Linked DNA regions of Mus musculus: all the other regions are linked to region 1. Evidence: chromatin contacts called from public Hi-C and HiChIP or PLAC-seq data. All regions are on one chromosome and are shown on one strand. Each heading gives the region's core, a stretch centred on a gene start, on an enhancer-like site or on the middle of the called end of the contact. The rest is flanking DNA. Distances are from core to core; before and after follow the strand shown.

Region 1 (4,972 bases), core at 1,541-4,040:
ACGGAAAGGACAGGAGATCCGCCATTAAGTTTGTAAGCCTAGCTTGGCACAGACAAAGAACAGAGATCCTACCATATACAAGGTGAAAGGCAAGGACACTTGTCCTCTGACCTGCCCACATACACAGGAAAAGACAACTGCAGGGGGTGGTATCTGAGGCAGTGCAAGTCAACACGTGTGACCTTGGGTAGTGAGTCTATCCTTCTGACTCTGGTCAAGCCCTAACCAAGCACGAGCACAGACATAGAGAACCACGCAGTCCACACTAAGCACGCTGGCCCTGGTCCTGCGCTGAGAGAGGGGAGGACCTACATGTGGTGAGGGGCTGTGTGCTCACACCTAACAAAGATTTCTCTGCACACCTGCCTGGGCCCGCCCCGGCCCGCCACCCACCCCAGCACACGTGCTGCAGGCTAGAGGACAACCTGGTGGAAATGGTTCTTCTCCCCTCTCTCCTGTGGGTTCCAGGGATTGAACTCACAGCATGATGCTTGGTGGCAAGCCTTTCACGTGCCAAACCGTCTCACCACTCCCGCCTGAACGTTTCTAAGCGGCCTGACCTGACACATGGGCGGCCAGTCAGCAGCCAGCTTAGCAACACATCTCTGCCAACTTGCCCCAGCCCGAGCTTCTCAGGCCTTGTCCCTGCACCGCTATGAGGGCTCACCTGCCTCAGGCCTCTCTTCATCCACCCCTTCTGACGGCTCCTCCTCCTCCTCCTCCTCCTCCTCCAGGCCCCGGAAATCAAGCTCCTGCTCCTCAGGGATGGCTTCCTTGGGGCCCTTCTGTGTGGGGAGGGCAGAGTGGACACAGTGGGAGGGCAGCCAGGGGGCAGCTGCCACCACCCCACTGGCCCCTGAGATGAGTACCTTAAGGGGCAGGAAGGCTCCGGAGGCATCGAAAGTGCCCATCTCCTCATCCTCATCCTCCAGGCACCACTCGGGGAGCCCATCCTTGTCATCTTCAAAGCCATCGAGCCCCCGGCATCTCCGGAGGTGAGAGTTGCCGCCCCCAACCCGCCCATCCTCTTCACCACACCCTCCGCGCTCCCCTCGCAAATCAAAATCAAACTTGCGCCTCCGCTCCCCATGCTCCCGCCAGCCAGCAGAGCGGGGACCACCATCTGAAAGAGAAAGTTGGAGAAGGGCAAAAATCCTCTAGTGCCCAGCCAAGCCAAGCCCCACCTTCTCCAGTCCACCAGGCTTCCCCTGGGATCTTCTTGTTCCTCGCGTGCATGGCACCTCTTCCCTAGTATCGCCAGGATATCCTGACCCCACCTAGCCCCCATCTTACCAGGGCTGGTGGAACGCCAGCGATCACCATCTCGCCGGGGTCCCGCCCCAAGTCTCCAGCTGCCATCATCCTCTTGCTCCTCTCGAAGTGAGCGCCAATTCTCACTGTCTGAGCGTGCATGCTCCTTCCTTGGGCCAGCCCCTCCCTCCTCAAAGCCAGACCGTACTGGCACAGGGGAGACAAACAGTAAGCATGGATGAACCTCAAGAGAGCTTACTCCTATTAGCTCCCCCCCCATCCCCCTACCTGGGAACCCCACCTCCACTGCCTCCCGACCATGCTGGCCACCATCATCAACACGCTCATACCTCCATCCCTCCTTGCAGGCTTCTCAAACCGCCTCTCGCCTCTGTGAAGAAAGGCGTCGGTCAAACATCACCCTTCCCCAGGGGGTGCTAGGCTGGGTAGACACGACCCAGGGGCTCTGATCAGGGCTGGCCTGCTGGGTGTCTCTGGTCCCTCTAGTCACCCTATTCCAGCTCAGTGGCACTCCTCCGTTCTGCCCGTCTCTCTCCATCTTGTCATCCCCACCTGTCATCCCAGCTTTGGCTTCGCTGGATCTCCCGAGGATTCCTTCCGAAGGCCCCATCGCCTTCCTCAATGCTTCTTTGGTAAAAGCAGCTGTCACCACGGCCTCGCCCTGAAGAAGAGGGTTTACACTGGGTCTGGGACCCTCCAGTGTCCCTCTGTATCCTTGCCACCACCCACTCCAACTCTGCCCACCTCCTCCCCTAAAAAATACGAGGAGTCGCTGTCTACCTCGGCTCCGAGTGCTGCCCCTGCCACGGGAGGTGGCAGGCAAAGGGGGCCCAGCCCCTTTCCCCATCAGTCTCAGCACAGCCACACTGTTCACCGACAGCGAGAAGTTTCTCTGAGGAGGGAGCCAGGGATGGCAGTGAGGACCGTCACCCAGTCAGCCCCCATCTTCCCAAGCCCAGCCCCTCCCTCCTCCACCCTAGGCCCAGCCCCACCTGCTCCTCCTCAGTCAGAGGCTCCAGAGCCAGAGGTTGCAGCGGTTCCTCTTGTAACACTGCAGCAAACTCCTTGTCCTGTAGTTCCTCCGGGACCTGGGATGGGGCAGGAGGCCCAATATATTAACCACTCAGAGGCAACTCACAGATAAGGCAAATGGGCGAGGGAGCTGTGCTCCATCCCAAACCTCACCTTGTTCTCCTTGACATAGAGGGCCAGCATCTCCTCTCGCCCATAGCGGTAATCTGCCAGCTTGTATTTGGGCATGGCAGGAGATGGGGGTGGAGAGGCCACGCTGCCACCACTCGAAAGGGCTCTCAGCCTAAAACAGGTACAAAAAAAAAGGGGAGACGGAGGTCCACGTGGCCCTTCACCCCTACACCAGCTTTTCCCCTGGACCAGAGCTTAAGTGACCCACCACTCAGGCCCAAAGTTGAGTGTCTCTGCTGCCATTGTGGAGCTTCGATGCTTCTCAAAGGTCAAGGATGAATGGCAGAGACAGGACCAGGAGAGTACTGTCCAAATACCTGTAGGGTCACAGACAAGTCATGAGTAAGCTGGTGCAGGGCAGATCAGTCATGGCGCCAGCACTTTGCTGGGCCAGTGACAGGCCTCCATCTAGACGGTGAGACATTTTGGCATTGAACTCACCTACACCAGACAGGTGACCACTCACACCATGAGTTAACCAAAGCTGAGTCAGGGTAGGGGAGAGTCCTAGGGAGTGAGGGAACACTGAAGCCTGAGCCCCTTCCAGCTCAGTGGGACGCCCTCTGGTGGCCCAACACTCACCTGACAGTTCTGTCCAGGGAAACAAGGGCTCTCTGGTCTCACAGGGGCCGGGCTGCGCTGAACTAGGATCCCCAAGCAACTAGCTCTAGCCTCTAAGTGCCTGGGAGAAACTTTCACATCTGGGAGAGATCCTTAGGGAGAAGAGGAGGAAGAGAGAGGTTACCCCAGTGAATTAGACAGTCTCCCAGCCCCTGGCCCACAGCTGCCGGGTACAGTGCACTCAGGAGAAGGGACAATGTGGTCATTGGTCAGAGGTGCTCTCATGGGATGGCTGAGGTAACCAGTGTGCCCAGAATACAGTGAGGATTTTCAGCACAAAACTTAAGCCTGCTTTGTAATGCCCATGTTTGTAATCCCAGCACTCAGGAGACAAAGGCAAGAGGACTGCAAGTTCCTGGGACAACCTGGGACAGCACACAGTAAGACTATTCTGAAACAATCACTGGACTGGGGATATAGTTTGGCTGGGGGTGGGGGGGCACTTATTCACCATACTTGAAGCCCTAGACTCTGCCCCCAACACCACACCAACAAGGAATATAGCACCCGGCTTTGATCCCAAACACTTGGGAGATAGAGAGAGGCAGGAGGTTCAGAAATTTAAGGTCACTTCTGGCTACATAAGAGTTTAGGGCCAGCCTGGGCTATATGAGACCCTGTCTCAAAAAATAAGACAGGCAGGCATTGGGGCCGCTTATGTTCTATAGAGGAATGGTCCATTTTATAAAGCAGTATGACAAGCCTTGGAACAAGCCAACTTCTCTAAAGAAAACTTAGGGCATCTGTCTGAGGGGGCTGGGTTTCAGCACAAACTAAGCAGACAGGACTTCCAGAGCCACAGGTACTCACTCCACTCACGGTAGGCTCTGAGCAGGTGGGTGTGGCCACAGGAATAGGAACCAAGACCTAAACTCCTACCCTACATCAACAACTGCCCCTCAGAAAAAAGGTCAAGGTGGGAGCAGGGTTCTCAGGTTGTGGCTGGCGGAAGGCTCCCTCACCATATGGGAAGAGGCAAGTTCAGTCTCTAGTGGCTAATGAGGCAGCAGTGGCAGCAACAGGGCAAGTTCCTCTAGGGTCCTGGGTAGGAGACTCTCAGGAAGGGCAGAGTAGAGAAGGAAGGACAGGCAGTGTCCGGGGGGAATACGTGGGTTTTTTATCACAGGCTGGGCAGGAGGCTGGACCAGTGTGCCTCTCCAGTCGCCATCCGCTGCAGGACGCCAGGAATCTAGAAGGAAGAAGAGAGTGTCCACTAGAGGAGTCTAGGAAAGAGGGTCTCCTCAGTAACTAAACCAAGGCCCCATGGCAGACAATGGGGTGACCCAGAATCTCAGCACCCCAGAACTCCCAAGCCACAGTGAGGTAAGTGTCTTAACTACAAGAGCCTGGGCTAGCTCAGGCTGCACACTCCACTCCCCCTTCCCGACCCCAATGACTGCACTAGATTCAGGAGGGCTCCACAATCACCCTGAGGGGAGCTGGGACTAGGCAGCCCTTAGGGGCTGGAGACGACACTAAGGAGGAAGAGTGCTCGCCTAGCTAGCACAAAGCCCTGGGTTTTACCTTCACATTGCATGAACCACATGTGGTAGTACACAAGGATCTAAAGTCTAAGCTCCAGCCGGGCGTGGTAGCACACGCCTACACGCCTTTAATCCCAGCACTCGGGAGGCAGAGGCAGGCGGATTTCTGAGTTCGAAGCCAACCTGGTCTACAAAGTGAGTGCCAGGACAGCCAGGGATACACAGAGAAACCCTGTCTCAATCCGCCCCCCCCCAAAAAGTTGGATACACAGAGAAACCCTGTCTCGAACCCCTCAAAAAGTTTAAGCTCCCCACCTCCTCACCCCTAGGAAAAACAAAATAAACACTAAAGGGGCTGGAGATGTCCCTCAACAGCCAGACACTTGCCAGCA
Region 2 (4,972 bases), core at 993-3,492, 760 kb before region 1:
AGTAGATTCTGAATTAAACAAAATGGCAGACTCACTGGAACAGCTTTGGGTGGTTGCTTTGCTGCTCTCTTCTTCACATTTCGTCTTAAGCTGTCTTCAAAGTCGCTGTCTTCGTTAGTTGAGGGACTATCCCTATAGAGAGAATATGATTTCCCTTAAGCATCATCCCATTCCTGCCACATAAAGAGTTAATTATAATTTCTATTTATCTCTAACTGTGCCACATCTATATGAGGAAAAACATTCAAATTTTAAGATACAGGACAAGAAAAGTCACTTCAAAGCATTAGAGATGAAAAATGAGGAACTAAAAGAAGGTGAAATGGCTCAACAAGGAAGCCTGATGACCAGAATTCAACTCCTAGAACCATATAGCATTTCTTCCTCCCTTTCTTCTCCCTTACCCTACTCTACCTTCCATTTCTGTTTGACTGGTTTATTTCTATTTAATTTTAGAGCAGAGTCTCATGCAGACCAGGCTAGCTTGAATTCACTATGTAGCTGTCCTTAACCCTCTTTATCCTCCAGCCTCCTCGTCCCATATTCTGCGATTACAGGTATGTGCCACCATATCCAGCTTTCAGTACAGCATTTCTGATACTGTCATATGGCCCCACATACACTACAACCATGCTAGAAAACAACAGAGAGGAAAGCTGCTGGGGATGCAGAAGGAGCTCCCAAGTTCAGACCTCTCACCAACGGCACTCACCACTCTGCAGTTCCCTGTGAGTCTCTGTCATCACAGGGTAGGATGGAGGAGGAACAAGGAGACAAGGCCATCTGTGCACGTCTCACAGACTTTTGAAGTGGGGAAGACTCACTGCCTGAGGAAGAGCCATGGTGCTGGGTAGAAGGTGACCACAGAGTAGGCATGTTAATCCAGCTGTAGGAAAAAAGGAAAGAGTTCCTACTACTACTATATCCCTCTATAGACCATCATCTTTCTCTCCCAGAATGTGGTCTCAGTACTATGGGATAGAGCACCAAAACCAATAGTCAACCTAACCACATCGAGGTATTATGGTCACTACTGCTATAAGGGCTTGCAAACAGAAACCTGAAACTAGGAGTGATGCTGTAGGCTTGTAATTGCAGCTACCTGGGAGGCTAAGGCAGGTTGCTCATCAAATTCAAAGTCAGCCTGGAACTCCAGAGTAGCCTGTAGCCTGAGCAACTTAGTGAGACCTTATTCAAAATAAACAGTAAAAAAGAGGCCTGGGGGTTATAGCTGAGCAGTAGATGTTCCAAGACTCTGGGCAGCACCCAACTTTCAGTATGGCTAAATAAATTAAGGCCACAGGACCTGGGTCCAATCTTCAGTATAGGTAAATTAATTAAAATAAATAAATAAATAACACCAGAGGATCTGGGGCCAATCTTCAGTATAGGTAAATTAATTTAATAAGGCCAGAGGATCTGGGGCCAATCTTCAATATAGGTAAACAAACAAGGCCAGAGGGTTTACACAGAGCAGTTTCTGAGCAGCTTCTGGCACAAATCCCTCTTAGAGGAATCAGAGAGGGGTACACTGGCTGAGGCTCAGCTGCTAAAACCGAACCAGCAAAGCACCTCAGATTTCCATTTCTGAAACTCATTGTCTGACTCTACAGGAAATGGGAGGCTATTCGTGATCCGGAAGCAGAGGTGTCATTTGAGTTAAGCCACAAACATTCCAACGAGTAAAGCGCGTTCTCTACTTCCAGAAAGCGCGCTGCATAAGGTTGACCCCAAGCTTATTTGGGCTGTGGGGGAGGAGGGAGCAGGGTGTCTTCCGTTTATGAGGCTGCTTATCTCTCTGAATCAGAAGATGGGGTTTCCGGGCCCGGCGTGGTGGCGCACGCCTTTAATCCCAGCACTCGGGAGGCAGAGGCAGGTGGATTTCTGAGTTTGAGGCCAGCCTGGTCTACAGAGTGAGTTCCAGGACAGCCAGGGCTACACAGAGAAACCCTGTCTCGAAAAAAAAAAAAAGGGTTTCCGGCCTCCATAGCGGACACGAGACAGAGCTACAGACCTCAGTGGAGACAGGGGGTTGGAACGCTGCCTATTTATGGGTCCAAAGGGGCAACCTCACAGTTTGAACTTGGAAGAATGACCTTTAGATGAACACGGCTGAAGAAAGGTCACCACCTCAGAGGTCCTTTCAGGTCTCAGTGGACATCCCACCTCGGTCGCGAGACGCCCGCCGCAGCTGCTCTTCTTCCTCTGGTGGCGGGCGGTTAAGCCTTAGAAAAAAACGCGGGAAGGCACGGGATAAGCCGTGCGCAGGCGCGAGATTAACTGGTCTTCGCGCGGCTGAGAAGTGTCGCGAGACTTGGCGCAGCGCGAGCTCGTGCTAACCACGTTCCTGCCTCTCAGCGCGCTTGGCTTCGAGCAGCCGCCAGGCATGTAGCTGTGCAGTCCTGTCACGTGGGCTCCAGCGCGTGCGGAGTCGCTCCATCCTGGTCACGCCTCCTTTACTCCTATGTCCCCTTCCATTGGCTGAGCGTTTGCTGCTGCCTTCAGTCCGGCTCTTCAATTGCAATTGGCTCAGTTTCACCCAAACCCCGCCTTTCGAGCAAAATACCACGCCCCTTCTCAAGACCACAACCCCTACCCCTGCCAGCCTCCGCCGTGCGGGCCGTGTTCCGCCCCTGCCGAGTTGCCGTTCCACATTGGCTTCACGGCTACCCTGTCCCCGCCCCTGGGGCCGGCTTCTTCTTATCATTGGCGGGCTACCGCTTCGGGCCCCGCCCCCTGTCCCGCTCCCCGGCTCCCATTGTCTCCGCAGATGCCTCCTGGTCCTGCTACGGTGCTGGGGTTGTTCAGTTTTAGGGGACACGCTCCTATTCTTTTCTTCGAGACGTCCCGCGGCCGAGAACGGGGTTCTAGAGTTCCGCGGACTCTTCTTTCCTCCTTAGGACCCACTTTGCCCCGTCCCAGGGAGGAGAGCACCTATGTCTGCGCTGCGACCTCTCCTGCTTTTGCTGCTCCATCTGTGTCCGGGTCTAGGGCCGGGACATGGGAGTGAGGCAAAGGTCGTCCGGAGTTGTGCAGAGACTCGGCAGGTGCTGGGGGCCCGGGGATATAGCTTAAACCTAATCCCTCCCTCCCTCATCTCAGGTGAGAAGAAAGAGGGAAGAGTCGGGGTGGGAAGGGGCGGGGACGGGTCCTCCCCATCTCACAATAACTCTTTCCTTTCAGTGACCATTATGATGATTGTTTCATCTGTTGAGCATCTTTCTTCTCCAGTAACTTCCTTCCCGGGATCACAATAAACCTGCTGCTCATATAATAACTCTCATTCAGTCCCCACCCAAGGAATTCCCTTCTCTGTAATTAGCACACCCGTTAGTGTCTTTCTAACAGCCAGAAATCGCCTTGCAATTCCTGTGAGCTTCTATGACAATACTTTCTTGCTTACCAAGTAGCCCCACCCCTACAAATCCCGTTCTTCATTCCATAGTTGTCCCATAAGTCCCTGGAGGAGTGGGTTGTGCAGTGTTGGGGAGGGTTACCTGAAGACCCTCTGGTCACTAATATGGCCCTCAAAGCAGCTGTTCAATAGATGATCCCATTACAAATAGGAGTGAAGCTGAGATGGGTGAGGGACAATAAAAGAGGGTTCAGGTAGGGCTGAAGGGGCAAACAAAGGAAAAAGCAACCGGGCAGGTGGAAGACAAAAATCAGCCCCCAGAGATAGGCGAGGGATGAAAGGAGATTCCTAATATCCCTTCTTGCCATCCAGTCCTCCTCCCTGTCTCCTCTGCGCAGGTGAGCACCTTCAAGTCTGTCCTCAGGAGTACACCTGCTGTTCCAGTGAGACAGAGCAGAAGTTGATCAGGGATGCTGAAGTCACATTCCGTGGCCTGGTAGAGGACAGTGGCTCTTTCCTGATTCACACACTGGCTGCCCGGCATAGAAAGTTTAATGGTGAGGACCTTTGGGGGGTTCCCAGATGTGCTTCACACCTCTTTGTGTTTATGCACCCCGTTTCCTATTCCCACCTCCTGCAGTCATAGCTAGGCCACCACCACCCACCCCAGAATCCCCTGCTTATTTCCCATCCCCACTCCACATTCTCTACAGGACCCTGCCCTTCCTTGTTCCTAGTCTGCCAGCTTACTCAGCTTCTAATTCTTTTGCCTCTTCTTTTCCTCATTCCTTCCTGCCTCTGCCCTTTCCCTGCTCTCCCTGTCTCTGTTCCCTCTTCTCATCCCTCCACCTTTGTTAGAGTTTTTTCGGGAGATGCTGTCTATATCCCAGCATTCTTTGGCTCAGCTCTTCTCGCATTCCTATGGTCGCCTGTATTCCCAGCACGCCGTCATCTTCAATAGCCTGTTTTCCGGCCTGCGGGACTACTATGAGAAGTCTGGCGAGGGGTTAGATGACACCTTGGCGGATTTCTGGGCACAGCTCCTGGAGAGAGCCTTCCCTTTGCTGCACCCACAATACAGTTTCCCTCCTGACTTCCTGCTCTGTCTTACTCGGCTTACTTCAACTGCTGATGGCTCTCTGCAGCCCTTCGGAGACTCACCCCGCCGCCTCCGCCTACAGGTGAGGAGGTCCCACAACCTGAACTTCAGCAACCTCCGACCCTTAGTGACCTCTAATGGTATGAACTGTCACCTCCAAGACAATCACCCCCTTTTGTTCCCATGTCACCTCTGACCTCATGGCCTCTATCTTGGCCTTCTCTGACTTGGTGATCCCCATCTCAAGCCCTGGTCACCTATGTCTGACCCCTTGGTCTCCTTTAGCTACATTCTTTGCCCTACTTTTATATATACACTTGGCCCTCCACCCTCAGCTACTTTCTGCCAACACCTCTCTAATCCTAACATGGTAACTTCCCGTGGGTCAACGAAATAAGAATGGCCACCAAAGTTGGGAATCATTTTCACCTACAGTATCACATTGAATTATCACCATAATTGTTTGAGGTAAATGAGAGCATCCTTATTTTACAGAGGATAAAAATGGGGCTCCCAAG
Region 3 (4,972 bases), core at 1,039-3,538, 750 kb before region 1:
GTCAAGCTCTTCCTCTCTTTCTTTCTTCTGCAGGTACTTCAGGTCATGCCTTCTGATAGCTTCTTCTTTTCCATTGTCCGAGATCCAGCAGCTCTAGCCCGCTCTGCCTTCTCCTATTACAAATCAGTTTCATCGGCTTTCCGAAAGGCACCGTCTTTGGCCGCCTTCCTGTCCAATCCTCAAGCCTTCTACAGACCCGGAGCCCGTGGCAACCACTACGCCCGTAACTTACTATGGTTTGACTTTGGTTTGCCCTCTCCCCCAGAGACAAAGACCATGAAAGTGAGTCCCCAGCTACCCAGAGACCCCAAATCTCTCCAGCTACATATTGTACCTTCCGGTGCTAGCCCTGGAACTCTCTTCCGTCCTGTTACCACAGCTGCTGATAGTTACAAGCAGCCAGCCAGCCTTGTCTCCTCAGATTTTAGGCCCTCATCCTTTATCCAATGGGGTCTGGCCTGGTTGGACTCAGTCTTTGACCTGGTCATGGTGGCCGAGTACTTTGATGAGTCACTGGTCCTGTTGGCAGATGCCCTGTGCTGGAGTCTGGACGATGTGGTGGGCTTCATGCACAATGCCCAGGCTGGAAAAAAGCAGAGTCTTATCAGAACTGCCAATAAGACTGTGGTGACTGGTGAAGATCAGCAGCTAACCAAACAGGCCCGAGCTTGGAATAACTTGGATTGGGCTCTTTATATTCACTTCAACCGTAGTCTGTGGGCGCGGATAGAACAGTATGGCAGGAGTCGACTGCAACGTGCTGTGGCTGAGCTCCGGGCTCGAAGAGAAGCTCTGGCTAAACGTTGCTTGGTGGGAGGTGAGGCTTTAGACCCCAAATACATCGCTGATGCAAAGCTCCGTCCTTTACAGTTTGGTTCAGCTAAGGTATTGGGCTATGTACTTCAGAGTGGACTAAACCAGAAAGACAAAGAGGAATGTGAACGCTTGGCTACTCCAGAGCTACAGTATAAGGATAAACTTGATGCTAAGCAGTTTCCTCCTACAGTCTCCTCGCCTCTCAAGACCTCAAGGCTACTGTCCCCATAGGTATCAGACTACAAATTAGGACATATGCGACGGGTGGAGGACCTCTAGGTGCGTATGTATTTCCCTTGGAAGGAACAGGAAGTTTGCTCTAAGATGAGACTGTTGTTGTCTGGACTTCCTCTAGAAATCCCAGCAGAATCTGTTGCCTCCCCCAACCCCTAACTTTGCCACTTCAAGCCTCAAGACAGATTCATGTAGCAGTTCCTCAAAACCCCCTGGAGGGGCAAAAGATGACAGCGACACAGAGAAAGTTTGGGGCATGATATATGTCCATTTCTCTACGAAATATTTGTTATGGAGCTGTGCTAATTTCACTATCAAAATATTTGTTGGATGAATAAATGCTACGAAACGTTTACTTATTTTTTAAAAGGTTATTAGACTTATTTTATTTTATGTGTATGAGTGTTTTGCCTACATGTGTAAATGTACCTGGTGTCCACAGATCTCCTGGAACTGGAGTTACCAAATATTGTGAGCCACCATGTGGGTGTTGAGACCCAACCCCTGGTCCCCTGCAAGAACAGCAAGGGCTCTTAACCAAAGAGCCATCTCCCCTGCCCCCAGTTCTTTGTTCTATGTAGGGCTCTAAAAGGAGAAGTGATGGAGAATCTTTTATTGGACAGAAATTAGGCTAAGTAATGGGGTCTTTCTTTTCTTTCAGTATTCCCTCAATGCTGGGGATACAGCTGTTGGTAAAACGACTGGCTAGCATGAGGTTGAGGCTCAGGCATTCCAGTAACACACATACACACACACATCACCAATAATAACAACAACAACAACAAAATATCAGAAAAAAAAAAGGCAGCGGTGTGGCTCAGTTTGCAGAATGCTTACCTAGCATTCATGAAGCCCTGGGCTCAACGCCCAGCCCTGCATAAGTCAGACCTGATGGCACATACCTGTAATGCCAGCGCTCCGGAGAATGGAGGCAAAAGGAGCAAAAATTTGAATTCATCCTCAGCTTTAGAGGAAGTTTAAGGCCAGCTCGGGCTACAAGAAATGCTGTCATAAAAGGGAAGAAGCGTGGGAGAGAGGGAACAGAAAGAGAAAGTCAGGGAAGAAAGCAAGAGAGAGAGGGAAGAAGAGAAAGAAAGGAAAGGAGGGAGGCGGAGACAAATAAAAATAAATTCTACCCAAAGAAGCCAGTCTAGCATCCTTAAAGGTTCCTCAGCAGCCCGCACTCACCCCTCGACTCAGCCAAGAAGCCTCGGAGGCCACGCCCCCTTCCTTCCGCTTCCGCTTTCTCTCCAGTCATTCAGCGCCCGCACTCCTGGTCTGGCGCTGCTGGGTCTAGGTTCCGGGTTCGTTTCTCTGGTTTCCGGGCCAGGCTGGTGTGTCCCGCTGCCTGCCGGGCGGAGCCGCGGTCCTCCGGTGTCTGGACTCGCAGGCCGAGCTCCCCCGGTCCCGTGGCTCCCTGCCGGCCCGGTCTCGGGTCGCATCGTCCTCCCCACCCAATGGAGTCCCAATGCGACTACTCGATGTACTTTCCGGCTGTGCCGCTACCGCCACGCGCCGAGCTGGCCGGGGACCCGGGCCGGTACCGGGCGCTGCCCCGGCGCAACCATCTGTACCTGGGGGAGACAGTCCGCTTTCTGCTGGTGCTGCGCTGCCGAGGCAGCGTGGGGGCTGGCGTTGGGGGCGGCGCGGGCTTGGCATCCCGAGGGGCCTGGACCGAGCTGGCGACCTCCCTGGCCGCCCTGGCCTCGGTCAGCGCAGGAGGAGCGCTGCCAGGGTGCGGCAGCGCCGGCGACCAGGATGCTGACCCCCCGGGGGGAGGGGACCCGGGGGGCGGGGGTTTGTTTCGAGGTTGCAGCCCCCTTCTCACCCACGGCCAGGGCCCTGCTACCTCAGGGGGCGCGACCACGGTGAGGATCTCTGGGTGACAAGGGCTGAGGGGAGGTTTGCTGGAAGCTAGAAAGATAGTTTGGAGCATGGATTCCTTAGGGACCTGATGTAGGAGGCAGATGACAGCATTGTCCTGTCCTGCAGAGGAACCTAAGACGGGAGGCATATGATTTCAAGAAGGGGTGGGCATAAAGACTTGCTCTGTCTTGCAGAAACGTTAAAGGAGCCTGAATCTTTGCCGCCATCCTGACATTTTCACCCCTTTCATATAACCCCTAGCTGCCTGTGGAAGAACCGATTGTGTCCACAGATGAAGTCATCTTCCCACTCACCGTTTCACTGGATAGACTGCCCCCAGGGACACCCAAGGCCAAGGTAGGATAACAGAGCTGAGGCTGTTGCCCTATAATTCAGATGACATTTTAAGACCCCTCGTGATCATGGTCCGATGGCTCCTGTACCTAGATTGTAGTGACCGTGTGGAAGCGGGAGGTCGAGGCACCAGAAGTCAGAGATCAAGGCTACCTGCGCTTGCTACAGACTCGATCTCCTGGGGAGACTTTCCGTGGAGAACAGAGCGCCTTCAAGGCCCAAGGTGGGGGAGAGGGGGAAAGCTGGAGCTCGGAGAGGAGTAGATTAGAGGGTGCCACACTGTGATGTGGAGGTCTTGATTTCCTGCCACATCCTTTCTCTGCAGTGAGCACCCTATTGACGCTGCTGCCCCCTCCAGTTCTGAAATGCCGGCAGTTCACTGTGGCTGGAAAGCACTTGACCGTGCTCAAGGGTGAGCAGATCTGCTGGCGCAAGGCTTGACTAGCAGCAAGGGAATGGGTCCAGTATGTTAGGTAAAGGTGGAGTTGGGGTAGGAGGGTTCTCACTACTCTGAGCTGGGCTTGTTCCCGCACAGTGCTGAATAGCTCTTCCCAGGAAGAGATCTCCATCTGGGATATCCGAATCCTCCCCAACTTCAATGCCAGTTATCTACCTGTCATGCCTGATGGCTCTGTGCTGCTGGTGGACAATGTCTGGTGAGGTTCTGGGGCAGGAGGCAGAGCTGTGGCGTGGTTGGGGACAGAGATGGGAAGTGGCAAGCTCATGTCCTGCCTTTCTTTCTTCTGAACTAGTCACCAGTCTGGGGAAGTCTCCATGGGATCCTTCTGTCGGCTTCCTGGAACATCTGGCTACTTCCCCTGTCCACTTAGTGCCCTGGAGGAACACAACTTCCTGTTCCAGCTGAGAGGGGGTGAGCAGCCCCCTCCTGGGGCCAAGGAGGTGAGCTGGTGTGATCACAGAAGTGACGACCACTGTGGGAACTGTTGGGTTGGTAGAGTGCTTGCTTAGCAAGCATAGAGTCCAGGGTTCTACCCTCAGCATTGCATAAATCTGGCATAGTGGCATTGCGCCTGGGATCCTAGCACTTGGGAGGTAGCAGGAGGCTCAGGTCATCCCCAGCTATATGAGCAGTTGGAGAGAAGTCCTAGGCTCAAAGAAAACACAATGGAAGGGAAAGGCCACGAGCCTCTGAACATCCCAAGTCTCCCTTTGTCCCATCTGCAGGGCCTTGAAGTCCCCTTGATTGCCGTGGTTCAGTGGTCCACGCCGAAGCTGCCCTTCACCCAGAGCATTTACACCCACTACCGGTGAGTGCGTGGGAGACCCACCAGGCGCTCTCCCGCTCACCTCTGCCTAACACGTACATCCAGCCTCCTCTCTCACTGCTCCTAGCCTGCCCAGTGTCCGCCTAGACCGCCCCTGCTTTGTGATGACTGCTTCTTGTGAGTCCCCTGTTCGGACCTACGAGCGTTTCACTGTCACCTACACGCTGCTCAACAACCTCCAAGACTTCCTTGCTGTGAGGCTTGTGTGGACCCCGGAACATGCACAGGCTGGTGGGTCACCTGCCAGGCTGAGACCTTATCCCCTGGGAGGGACAGGGAAAGGAAAGGGCAGGACAGTGAGAACAGCTTCCAAGTAGTGCCAGCCCTACCTTAATAGGTGACCTGCAGTACCTGGCTGGCTCTCCTGGGTACCTGGCTAGTCATCCAGGATCACAGACAGAGACTCGAGGTAGGCA

The links. A called contact is a pair of places that touch in the nucleus more often than the background predicts. HiChIP or PLAC-seq counts read pairs in DNA pulled down with a chosen protein or histone mark.
Region 2: a Hi-C map of B cells shows a contact between it and region 1, with 6 read pairs. The contact joins the promoter of Stag3 here to the promoter of Gigyf1 in region 1. A contact is called at or near these places in 2 of 39 promoter capture datasets (liver and pre-B cells), 1 of 484 Hi-C or Micro-C datasets (B cells), 1 of 115 datasets of contacts at active chromatin or transcription factors (bone marrow-derived macrophages) and 1 of 9 other capture datasets (pancreatic islet).
Region 3: a contact with region 1 is called in an H3K4me3 HiChIP or PLAC-seq map of embryonic forebrain, with 2.8 times the contacts expected there. The contact joins the promoter of Map11 here to the promoter of Gigyf1 in region 1. A contact is called at or near these places in 2 of 39 promoter capture datasets (liver and pre-B cells), 2 of 115 datasets of contacts at active chromatin or transcription factors (bone marrow-derived macrophages and embryonic forebrain) and 1 of 9 other capture datasets (pancreatic islet).

What each region holds. Positions count from the first base shown.
Region 1 is chr5:137,516,698-137,521,669 of GRCm38.p6, reverse strand. It overlaps Gigyf1 (GRB10 interacting GYF protein 1), which reads right to left and starts at 2,790. Exons shown (of 24, transcript NM_031408.2): 1 at 2,684-2,790; 2 at 2,458-2,587; 3 at 2,265-2,360; 4 at 2,053-2,164; 5 at 1,825-1,933; 6 at 1,602-1,642; 7 at 1,294-1,458; 8 at 870-1,123; 9 at 668-785. The coding sequence starts at 2,718.
Region 2 is chr5:138,277,779-138,282,750 of GRCm38.p6, reverse strand. Stag3 (stromal antigen 3) reads right to left here and starts at 2,242. Exons shown (of 34, transcript NM_016964.2): 1 at 2,097-2,242; 2 at 713-886; 3 at 36-132. The coding sequence starts at 876. It overlaps Gpc2 (glypican 2 (cerebroglycan)), which reads left to right and starts at 2,814. Exons shown (of 10, transcript NM_172412.2): 1 at 2,814-3,102; 2 at 3,754-3,912; 3 at 4,214-4,536. The coding sequence starts at 2,937.
Region 3 is chr5:138,261,368-138,266,339 of GRCm38.p6, reverse strand. It overlaps Map11 (microtubule associated protein 11), which reads left to right and starts at 2,288. Exons shown (of 11, transcript NM_153161.3): 1 at 2,288-2,918; 2 at 3,178-3,273; 3 at 3,364-3,493; 4 at 3,596-3,682; 5 at 3,806-3,926; 6 at 4,023-4,170; 7 at 4,456-4,538; 8 at 4,624-4,787. The coding sequence starts at 2,508. It overlaps Gal3st4 (galactose-3-O-sulfotransferase 4), which reads left to right. Exons shown (of 4, transcript NM_001347507.1): 4 at 34-1,419. The coding sequence ends at 1,047. It overlaps 6330418K02Rik (RIKEN cDNA 6330418K02 gene), which reads right to left and starts at 2,295. Exons shown (of 3, transcript NR_045821.1): 1 at 2,239-2,295; 2 at 335-583; 3 at 1-113.